Linked DNA regions of Columba livia: region 1 is linked to region 2. Evidence: chromatin contacts called from public Hi-C data. All regions are on one chromosome and are shown on one strand. The core of a region is the stretch at or near the end of the contact, and the rest is flanking DNA. Distances in the headings are between cores, read along the strand shown.

Evidence for each region. A called contact is a pair of places that touch in the nucleus more often than the background predicts.
Region 1: a Hi-C map of liver shows a contact between it and region 2, with 3 times the contacts expected there. The contact joins the promoter of DENND1B here to the enhancer-like site in region 2. A contact is called at or near these places in 2 of 2 Hi-C or Micro-C datasets (crop and liver).

Annotation. Positions count from the first base shown.
Region 1 is chr8:18,645,547-18,651,056 of bColLiv1.pat.W.v2, reverse strand. DENND1B (DENN domain containing 1B) reads left to right here and starts at 1,442. Exons shown (of 22, transcript XM_065072352.1): 1 at 1,442-1,566.
Region 2 is chr8:18,583,048-18,589,390 of bColLiv1.pat.W.v2, reverse strand. DENND1B (DENN domain containing 1B) reads left to right here. Exons shown (of 22, transcript XM_065072352.1): 3 at 3,326-3,375. Among named protein-coding and RNA genes, the nearest start is that of DENND1B, 63 kb to the left of the region's middle. Within about 2 kb of position 2,335, at least 2 of the 3 cell types and tissues checked have an H3K27ac peak away from gene starts, as active enhancers do.

The DNA.
Region 1 (5,510 bases), core at 193-2,692, 63 kb before region 2:
TTTAGCACAACGATAACTGGGTCAGTTGTCTGTAACCTGCAGAAGATGTGTTTGATATTTCAGTGATTTACCTGTGATCTAATTGCATAACGAAGTGTTATAGCAACAGGAGTGTAGGAAGTCTTCAAAAAACTTCCTATATATCTACATTAGGATTCATACATTGTATAACAATATATTTTTTCTTTTATAGAAAAAAGTAGTAACATTATTTTTATACTAAAGGAGATTTACCTTTTTCTAGAAGAAAGGTTGGCATCACTGAGTTATCTGATGCAATTAATTATGAGCAAAACATGAAGACAAATCTCTGGCCCAAGAGTTTGGCACCGTGGACTCCCTGTTATGTCAGCCACATCAGAATACGAGTTTAGAATATTCTGCAGGGTATCCTGGTAGGGGAAACCCTAGGGTGCTTTTTAATTTTTTTATGCAAGTAAATACATAAATGTACTAACTCTGTTGGCTATGCGTAGATTAAATGCTGAGAAACTGTTTTGTTGGTTTTTTTTTTTTATAAATAATTTCTATCCAAAACAGCTGTCAGTATATACTCTTTCATAATGATGCCAGTGTATACAAAAGGCCTTAATCCATGGCAAATAAATAGCTGGAAACTGTTCTTTTAATATTTAGTATTGCTTGATTTACTGGATTGGAACTTTTTTGGTAGACATGGCAGACAGTTTCCAACACAGCTTACAGATTTTTAACACGTCCTCCTTTGAATAAAGTTCAGTTCCTAATTTTATGTATGTTTGGTCTCACCACAAGAAGTCCAAATTCAGAAGATTACAACAGTATGAAATTTCTGTGGCTGATAGTAGAAATAACTTTCTTACCACTTTGAACAGAAATTTTAAAAAAATAAGTCTCAAATATGGCAAAAATTTCTTGTTCCATGTAAGTTTTAATGAGTACCAGATTCATCAGGTAGCCTACAACCCACAGCATTTAAAATATACATTTGAGAAGTGTGAGAAGGGTATCCTTGCCTAAACGGAAGAACTGAATTTATCCAGCAAGAAAGCATTCAATCTGGTAAGAAACTTTTACTTAAAAATGACTTGAATGAGTGATTTCCTTCTGCCCAATACATGCATATTGAAAGATGTCACCTGACCCTGCTGCTCCACTAAGAAATTCATTGTTAAAGAAACTATCTGCTGGGCTGGAAAAATCTCCACAATCATCATTAACTGTAGGAAAGAATTGGGTATATTTCCTTAGTGTTGCCATCGATGTTTCTCAAACATTTTTATGCAAAGAGGAGAACACTTTATTTCTTCAGTCTTTCATTTATTTGAACTTCCTAACAGGGAGGCTGGCCGCAATGTGTCTGACTCGCATCTAAACTGAAACTGGGCAAAGTCCGATGCTTGTTTTCAAACACTCCTATGAATAATCAACACTCACCAGAAAGCACTTGATATTCGCAGGCTGAAGGCTGGATTCGGGCAGCAGAGCTGAAAGGTGGTTTATTCTACTGTTAGATTCTGCCAGCTGTCAGGTCTGATTAAATTAGAAATCCATCCAAATAATTTTCCAAATTGTCTACAAATTGAGGTAAGTATGCATGGAATTACTACTTATGTTTAATTGCTAAACAAATTTATATCCAAACCAGTGATAAGACATTAGGACTGCATACCTAAAGCAAATGTCTGGTTAAACCTTAGGAAGGCTTGTAAGTATTTGCTGGATGTATACTTCACATCTTCTGTAGATTATGGTGCAAATCTAACTAACAAAAGGTATTACAGATCAGACTGTGAGGATTTGCAAATACTACCCGTAAGCCAAATCTTGAGCTAATACAATTGTGTTGTAAACATTTAAACTTTGGAGTGTCTTAGCTCTTAAAACTCTGTAGCCTGAACTTACATTCATAAAAGTTCACCCAGTTCCTTTGTTAAACTTGCAATTAAAGCTGACCTGATTAAGAAGACCTCCTTTCTCAGCCTTGTTGGTAGGACACATTGATTAGAAAGCCTGGGAGTTCTCATTCCTCTCCAAGAAGCAATCTCTCTCCAGGAGTTCACTGATTTATTAATGAGTGTGTTTACCTGTGTGGACACGTTTGGGCAGATCAGCCTTTGCACATAGCATGGCTGAAGGGACAGTGACAGCGACAGGAATGCTGCATCCCCCAGCGTTCATGATAGCGTAACATAACCTTCACACAGAAGTCCTGCACAACCACATTTAGACCTTTTCAAGGTGTCAGCTTTGCTCATGTTTTCCTTAAATCATTATCTGTTCTTAGGCAGGAAAACTTAAGCTTTTTACCTTATTTTTTTGAATTAATAACACTGAAAGATGAAAAAAGATGTTTGGATGGATCATGCAAGGATTCAATAGATACATAGAATATTTACAGACATGTATTTACTATATATAATTAGTTAATAACCTTCACAGGCTTCTTGAAAGAGACCTATTTTAAATCAATGGCTACCTTTAAACAAGCCGAATTATGAAATGACCTAATATAAATATCTGGTGTTTCTTAAAAGTTAAGTACTTCTTTCTCATGATAGTACTATGGCTATGAAGTTTAATGGAGAAATTGATGTTTGTGAATTTGGGGGTTTGGAGAATTTTGCATTGGGAGATTACATTGTTACTCATTTACAATTTGGGATGAGTATGTGTAAGATTCAAACAAGTTGATAAATAAAATAACCCTCAATGCCATTAAAATGAACAGCAAGCTCCCATTGAGGTCAATATTTCATTCTAAGAGATGCTTTCCAAGTCTGTGAGGTCTGACAAGGTGATTATGTTGTTAGGAGATGTACTGATAGCCGCTGAGAAAACATCACACAACTGTAACTTATTTGAAGGAACAAGGACTAAAAGTGATCGCCGTACAGGCAGACTTAGTGGTGAATGAAAGAATAATTCTTCGTACAAAGCATAAGTTGCTGATCTTATGAACATGCTCCAAGAAATGTTTTACTATAACCATACAAGGGGAAATTGCATCTTTTTCTATTTTGCTATTTTTAACAAATCCATTGGTGTTCCCAGGAGAGAACACCTTCTTCAGCAAGCTCTGCTAACAGTGTTCTGAAGGCAATCCCTTTAGGGGATAGTACTACTTTTAGTAGTACTATTAAATGAAATGTACCTGGCCAAGGAGGTCTGGACAATATGGGAGCATGAGCACACTGGCAAGGCAGTTCAGTGGAACCTGGGCTTCAGCATTAGTAAGAGTGCAATTGCAAGTATGCACTGTCTTACTGTAAGATCTCTTAATTCACATTACATGTGCTGCCACTTACGGAGATGATGAGAGCCCCTTACTACCTCAGAACCGGGCAGCAAAGAACCTTGTTGGAGTGAGTTGGGATGGGAGACTTAGACCTGTACAGAGGCAGATTCAGCCCATGATCCCTAAACCTGCTGTTATTTCACCTTTGTTTGTGGGGTGTGTTCTGTTTCCTGCTCTCCTTGTGACTCCTCACACAAAGCATGTGTGCTTGCAGGTTGCACCGGGAGGATTCTGATTCCCCTGTGCTAAATGGTTAATAGAATTGTTCTTGTCTTGAGAGGCTTTGTGTTTTTCCCTTCTCTTTGTCCCTTTTACCTTCTTCCTGCCAGAAGAAAATCACTAAATGTGTGTATGTAATGGTTTAGAGTTCAAAACAGTAATTGGATTCTCACAGAACTTCCCTCCCTTGCTCCACCATTTCCAAGGGACATGATGTGTGGTCATTTCTTGTCTGTTTCTTTCATCCCTTTTTGAGATCCTGACCCTGCTCTGCATCACTTTTATAGACCCAAATCCACACGGTTTTGATTTGCCAGAGAACGGCAGATTGCAGAATGTGGATACTAGCTTTTGGATTTTGTTTGGTGTTTTTCAACTACATCTCCTGTTGTTTCCATATTGAATTTGCTTGTAAATGAAAAAGTATTACTACAATGTTGTTATGTTGATCCTTGAGATGAAGCTGCCCTGATGGCACTTCCATCCTCTTCTTATCTGATTCAGATGAAGCAGACTTTTGGGTATTTTTCATCCAACATCTTACTGCAAAGCATTCATCAGTTTTGGAGAAAATTGAGACCTGTAGGTCCAATTCAGTTTACCTTCAGGCCTCCTTTATTGACAGCACGCAAGAGCTGAATAGCATCTATAAATATCTATACCAGTTTTAAGGGTCCTTTACATCACTACAGTTCTACAAAGATGACTAATGAGTATTCACTGCTGGCAAACTACAATTGAGTAGGAATCTCCATCTTTAAATTACCTGGTTTTCAGTTGCTCATATCTATTAAATAAATGTTCATCACTCCCACCTCCCGCAAACCCTCTTACATCAGTCCCTATGCTAACTGTTTAGAGAGGATTTAGGCACAGTTCAACCATTTTCATGTTATGCAACGCATAAGGAGAAAGGCTTTGTGCTTTCTGGATTACCTGGTTGAACAGGTGACTCTGAAAAGCAAAAATATCATTTGCCTCATGGTTCTAATTTGGAAAGGAAACCCAAAGTGTAAAGAAAAGCAAACTAGGCTTTCCTGGCTTCAGACTATACCAAAGTAATCCCTTTTCTGCATATCTACCAGCTTTTTATTTCGGTTTCTCCTTCTGCCTCAACCCTTTGCCAGGGAAGGACTGAACACAAGGCGACAGCAAGAGCACCTTTCCTAAAACATCCACTTTTGTTAAAAGCTGCTGTGGTTGCAAAGCGGTCTTGAAAACATGAACTAAGTGTAACCTGGGTATAGATGTCTGCTTTAGTTTCCACAGAGTCTGAAATAATAGTCTGAGAGATGTGAGCCTCACCTCAGCAGGGCTTTCTCTCATATGCCCTCTGTTTCAAAAGTGAACTTTCTCTACCCTTCCTGGTCTTCCAGGCAGGCGAGGTTTAGTCACTGCATCCAGTCAGTTTACTCCAGTGACAAGGGATGTTTTTCCTTCGGGAAAGAAACCTTATCTATTTTTTCTCCAATTATGATAAAATGAATTCCAAGGGACCTGATGGTCACATCTGCCAAGACAGACACCAGTCCAAGAGACTGGCTGGAATGGCGCAGTGTATCAGCCTGATGTGCTGCCAGACTTTTCTGCCTGTAAAAGTGGCAAGCATCAGCAGCTTAAGAGAAGAGAGAAGCAAGCTCACGGTAGGCTAATAAAATATTTAGTATAAACCAAAATACAGGTTTACTGACATCTTGAAACACAGCATTTTATATTAACTTTCTGGTACACTTCAAATGGAATTTTTCCACAAATAAAACATCTCAATATTTGGATAATCATTCAATCCAAATTCAAATTTACTAAATTATTGGCCATTTTTTTGCAGTAAGGGGTTTCAAATTCTTTGTGCTTTACAGTACGTACTGGGGGAGACATGAAGGGCAGAAGGGAGTTAGAGAGACAGATGTATAGACAAAATTGTGATCGTCTCTCTCCCCGCAAGTGCTTTTTCATGTACACAGCTTTACTTGCTGCTGAAGCCTTTTCGGTTCTGCAGTAGTCCTGTGTGCAG
Region 2 (6,343 bases), core at 1,086-3,585:
TGTAATATCGTCTCAATGCAGAACCAGTGAGCATGACCAGGGTAGGCTGGAGGTGTGTAGTGCCTTTTGTGAAAGTGAATTAATAAAACCACTGGACCATGAGCTTGTGAGAGTGCAAGTTTCTGCTGCTGGGCTATGGGCATAAAGGAAATATTTTCTTAAATACCATTTCCATTTTTGTTTAAGCTTTGTGAGAGGGAAGCAGCAGGCTGTGGTTTGCATGGCAGTCATTTTATGATATTCCTCTTTCTCTTGGAGCTTGTGTAAGGACTGAGATAGTTATCCTTTCACTTAGCAATGAAACTCAATTGTGTATGCAACTGTATATGTTTATTTGGTGTTTGAAAGTAAAGAGATAATATTTTACTTGTGTGGGTCTTTTTTTTTTGTTGTTTTTGCTTTTTTACATTGTCCTCTTCCACCTGTATCAAATTTCTTTTCTTTCTGAAACAGTGCCCATTTCTGAAAGCACTAACACTCTGAGAGCAAGAGGAGGAAGCAGTCACGGGACATGTGAACAAAGGATAACTTGCTTTCTGAAGACTTGTACAACCTTTTGTCTTCAGAAATAAACACATACTGTTATGAAGCTTTGAAATTAAAAGACAATAAATACATTATTCTTTTTCTGAGGATGTGTATTTTGACTCAAGAGGAAGTCCTGGCTGAGTTGTATTGGATCCTTGAAAATGATGACCCATTAGGAGCCAGAGCTCAAATTTAATTCAATAGAGAGGTTACTGAAAGTATCAGCTGTGGTTGTACATGAATAGTGACTGTGTATGTGAATGTGTATATAATGTCATTTGCATTTTAAATTTGTCTGGGAGCATCTTGGGGGCACCTTGTTTTCTTCCATTTTAAAAATCAGAATAGCACCTGTAATTAAGGGCGAGCGCTGGGCGCTGGAAGCTAGGTAGGACTTCCATCTATTGATCTGTGTAAACCCGGCTTATGCTGTCAGGGGAGAAGCAGTCAACTGCTGAGCTGCTTTGTCACTGACATAAGCTGAGAGGGGATTTTTTTTTTTGTCTATACTGTTTATACACCAGTCTATAGACCTGCTGGCTGGTTGAATTTTAAAGAGTGCGGAGGTTTAAAGACTTGTCCCCCGAGGGATGCTCCTGCCAGTTGGGAGGCGAGCGGAGGCTGCTCTGCAGAAGTTGTGCTGGCCGGGGGGGATGGAGCAGAGTGGGGGCAAACCCTGTCCCGCAGATTCCCTGGAAAACGCTGCAAAACAGCCCCATAATTTTCAGGTTGTTTAGTCAAAATATTGAGCTAATACCTTTGGTGTTTTTGTTTTTGTTTTCTTTTTCTTGTGTGATAATTTATTCTGAGAGAATACAATGGGGAACATAAATGAATACATTTCCATACCCAATTCTGAGTCAGTGCTAAGCCCACCAGGCAGCAATTAAAATCCTCAGTAGTAAGGAGAAAATGACTTCCTATAGTGTGAGAATAGGTGCAGATTTGGAAAGAGAATTTAAATAAAATGCTATTTATTTGGAATGTGAAAAGCAAGCTTTATGAGCCTGAAGTGAGAAGCTATTTGGAAATGTTTAGGATGTTTCTAAGTTAAAAGTTTTGATTACTCTATTCTGCTTGCTTTCTTTTGTTAGAGTTCATTGTTACTACTACAAGAATCATGTGTGCATGTTTCCTGCCTACAGAAATTCAAATATTTACCTGCCTTGTTTGTATTTTGCCCCTCACCCTTCTGCAGCGGCTGCTCACAACAGTTGGGATGGTGCTTAAGCAGTTTCTTTTGGAGAATATTAATGTGTACTGCTATTGTTCGTAATTAAGTTAATAACCTTTCCCAAAAGACAACATCTAGCTTTCATACCCTTCTTTACCTGTTCTGACAATGTAAATGTTCCAGAGATTTCTTGGACTTAGAAATTCTAGAAAATTGACTTTTCCATTTTGTGCAATGATTTACTGGAGCACACCCTATACCTTTAAAACGTTGCAGCTAACATATGCATGTTGTATTCAGAGGCATGTTTCTCCTGAACTATTTGTTCCTTGCTGAGGAACTGGCATGACTCCTCCATGTTTTACGCCATCCACCGAGCCAGGCAAATGTTTGAAGTAAATAGTCATTGCAGTGTGTAGGAATTTAAATACATAATTTCCCCTAATGGGAGTTGACTGTTCACTGTGCAGTAAACAGAGGGTTCAGGCTGGAGAGTGCTAACATCTTGGATCAAGTTCTTAAACCCCCACATGCAGCTCTGGAAATTTGCTATCAACACACATTTTTCTGAAAACAGGCACCTTGTGTGCTGAGTGGTGACTGCAGCGGGGTACCTGTCTCTTTGTTGTTCTGCTGCAGAGAGGGAGTTGTGCAGCTTTGCTGACCAACTGTGTTGGGGTCAGTTGTGTCTCCTTAGCTGGAGCGTTTCACAGAGGGTTCATTTTCCCAGTTGGGAGAAAGGAAGTAAAACCTGTTTTTCTGGGATCTTGTAAGGTCATTGTTTAGTACTTGCTGTTAACTGATCTGCTAGTTCACTTTTCTTTTTTTTTTTTAAAAAAAAAGAAAATGTTGACTAGTTTGGGAGCATTTTTATATTTTAATTAACACATTTTATTTGCCACTAAACAGCTGCTTAAATAAAATTCTGCAAGAAAGAGTGACATTATCCTTTTGTATTATAGTACGAATGTAGATCCGGTGGATTTCACCCCCCTGCTTCCCTTTATTAATAGCGAGGCTTGCTTGTGAAACCCGAAGGGTTAATCATATAAATTTGTCCTTCGGACCAGCAGATGATTTCCATCACTTTCAGCATTTGACTATGGAACATGTATAGAGTTGTTATACCTCTCTGCAATTCATTCTGCTGCCAACTTCATTCCCTTTTCTCTGCCTGCATTTTAATTGAAACAACATTTGTATTTTTGAGCCAGGATCTGTCAGAAGTCCCTGTGGCTAGTCTGTGGTACAAGTAGCAGCAGACGTGGCTTACCCATATGGTGTGGTGCTTCTTGTAAAATCCATATGGCCTTGTTGAAGGGAATCCCAGCGGGGATGTGAAGGGTGTTAATACCCTTCAGGCCAGGCCTTTCCCTCCTGGGGCTTCTATGGCATTGTCTTTGCAATCTGCCATAGCACAAACTTAATTCCTTTTTAATAATCAATTATTTCAGTCCAGGAACGTGTGCTGTATGTTTTGCAATCATATATTCCCTGAATTTATGATTTTTTATGGTTATTTTTTGATATTTTTTTAAAAGCAAGCTGTAGGGCGGTTGCTATCAAAGGTAAATGAAAGCCTTTTCAAAATGCTAACTCTATTTCTTTCACTTCCATTTACAGGAAGTGCTGAACAGCGTTCCAAAGTTCTGCTTTCCTTTTGACGTTGAAAGGTATGTAGTACAGTTATAATTTGTTAAAAAATATTTCTTACAAAATTATATTCAGCATAATTGTAAGGAAATATTTAAAAGAAAACATGTTGTACTCTCTAAACTTGCACCTGCAAATGAGAAGAACACATCCTTTGTGTTCAATTAAGAATGAAAATACTAGTAGGACATTATCTCAGCAAAATGCAAACTTAGAGAATTTCAGGGACATGTCTTTCAAGATAGAGCTACATTCTGGCTCTCAGTTTTGTCCGTTATATTTGTGAACACCATTGGTGTCAATATAAGGATACAACATGGTTTCCTTCAAACATCAAGCATCATAAAAAATGTTACGGTGCACCAGGACATAAAACCTCACCACGCAGTACTGAAAACGTGTTGTTTGAGTTCAAAGAAATTAAGACTTTAATTGCATGGAAGTAACAAAAGATATAATTGATTTTTCTCAGAGAAGAATCAAGACCATTATTTATAATTAATTAGCCCTTACCTTTCTGGTATCAGTTATGGTGTGGCTTCCATGTAATGCTGCCAGTCATTTAAATTGTTCATATAAAACATTTTTATTAATTAAAATAGTTAGGCTTGTCAAAATGATTAATGGCAATTAATTTAATAAATTTTACTCACTCAGTTTGGAAAACTCATATTGTCCTAACCAGCAAAGATTGAATGAGAAGCCTGATTTGCATAATTAATGAAAGATACACCCAGGTAAGGTGCAGGCTGAGCTGTTTTCAGAACAACATTGGTATCAGTCACAGATGGAGACCCAAAGTTGAGAAATATCTATCGGAGGCAAGAAGCTGCCATCTGAGGAGTGAAAGGTGGTGTGTATGTAAAGGAAAGAGAGGCTTTGCAGAGAAACACAATGGCAAAATAAAGACCTTCATAAACACAACTTCCCTGAAGTAAACTGGGTTCATTTAGTCTTTTATAGTTGAATTTAATTAAGTTGTTTGGGTTTTGAACTGGTTAAGCTCACCATCCTTTAAGCTGTTTTAATGACTTAATTAATACAGTTGTCAGTCTTGGCTTTAAAGCATTAAAGTCTTCAGTGTGCTCAAGATATGTACAGACTTCTGATTGAAATTGGTAATGAAGATAAATAATGGAAATAAAATTTAAGGATAACAGAAAAAGGTGAGGTTCTGTTGCTGCCATCCAGTGGCAAGAAGATAATCAATGGCAGCAAATAATTTATTTTTAAATAACTCGTCTTGTGTTAACTACTTCTGTTCAGCCGTTCAGAAGACACTTAGTTGCTTGTGTGACGTGGATAAGCTTAATCAGTGCGCTGTGGGAATACATGAATTTAAAGCATAGCTCGCTGTGTATTTTTGCGGAGTATCCAAAGAGAGAAAAACAAAACCAAACCAAAAAGTAAAGGGATGTTTATTGTTTGTCTGTTGTTACCCTCCCATGCCCCTCTCCCCAGGCACGCTTTTTGACTCATGGGCTCATGCTCACCTATAAAGCAGTGCTCTCAAAGGCGCAACATTTTTATTAATTTTGTAACATTGGACGTTGAACAGAAGAGGAAAGGTTCTTGGAAGCCGATGGGAACAGAACCGCAGTGTTTGTTTGGGCTGCTGACTGCTCAGGTAGCGCTGCAGCATCTTCAAAATCAGCCACCATGCTTGCAGTGTCTTGTGTAGCTGGGAGCTGAGGTTTGGGGGATTTGTGAGAGAACCAAAGGCCTTTTGGGATCGTGAGAGTATAAAAGAGGCCGGACAAGGAGGAGAGGCAGAGCTATTGTGGGGAAAAGAACAGAAGTACTGGCAGCTCATTCAAGAAAGCAGGCAACTGTTTACTGGCAAGCTGTTTGTGTGCACAACTTACTGGCTGTGGGGTGTATTTACCATATATTAATCAGTTCAGGCATTTTCTATAGTGTATACATATATTACTGCTGTTTTTAAAGGAAACTATTCAGTTGTCTTCTGCTTTCTCAGTTTTATTTTTTGTTTTGAAATTTGGACTGATAGAAAAGTGTTGAGAAAAACACTGCTATAGCTTCTTTTTGTATGGCTTTTTTCCAATGGACGTTTAAGATGTGACAAGTATTTTAGTTTTTGTCTAGCTGTAAATGTGCTTTTTACTTGTTTGGTGAATATACATATGTATAAAACTTTTTTCTTTCTTCTACAGAGGATCGTTATAGACTGTACACCTAATACCCCAAAGTATTTCACAGGCAGTTTCAATGACAGTTTCTGTGCAGAAAGCTTTGATTGAAGTGAAACACAAAGTATCTGTTTCATTGATTGAGCTTATTGCACTTCAGAGAGCATAGGTTCTCAACTTGTATTGTGTGTACTAAATGTATATAAACCACTTCAATCAATATCTGATCTTAGTAAGAGCTAGAAATTACCAGTGCAAAAGCGATAACTTCAACTGATGTTGCTGATCAAGGTACCTAGAAAAAGATGTGATTCGGTTCCACAGATTGCTTCTGGGTCCCTACTGCATAGCAGAGCTGGAGGGAGCGTTGCCTTTTCTGTTAACTAGCTAAATAAAACTCCTTAAAGAAGGAAATCTATATTCTTCTAATTATGGAAATAGTAAAGTTAAAGCACAGTAGTAACATCATTGTCACCTGTTTTCTCCCACCTTACCTGTATTAATTATTAAATGAATGGAAAAGTCAATGAAATAAGAACATGTATTTAATTTAGTTTTATTCACTATGCTGCAGTGATTGTAGACAGAGATCTAGATTTGGTTCTTACTATTTGATGCTGCTTACATCATCTCACCAGACATACGTGCGTTACCTTTTCTGCAGATGTTATAAGTATGTGTATACTACTCATTTCAATTATCAAAAGTACATACTGTGAATGGTGCTTAAAAATCTATAAGTAACTCCCGTTAAATGTAAACTGAAAGTCAACCCAAAAAAGGCACACTGGTGTAATGTTTTGACCATGACCTAAACTTTGAGATCTATATATAACTT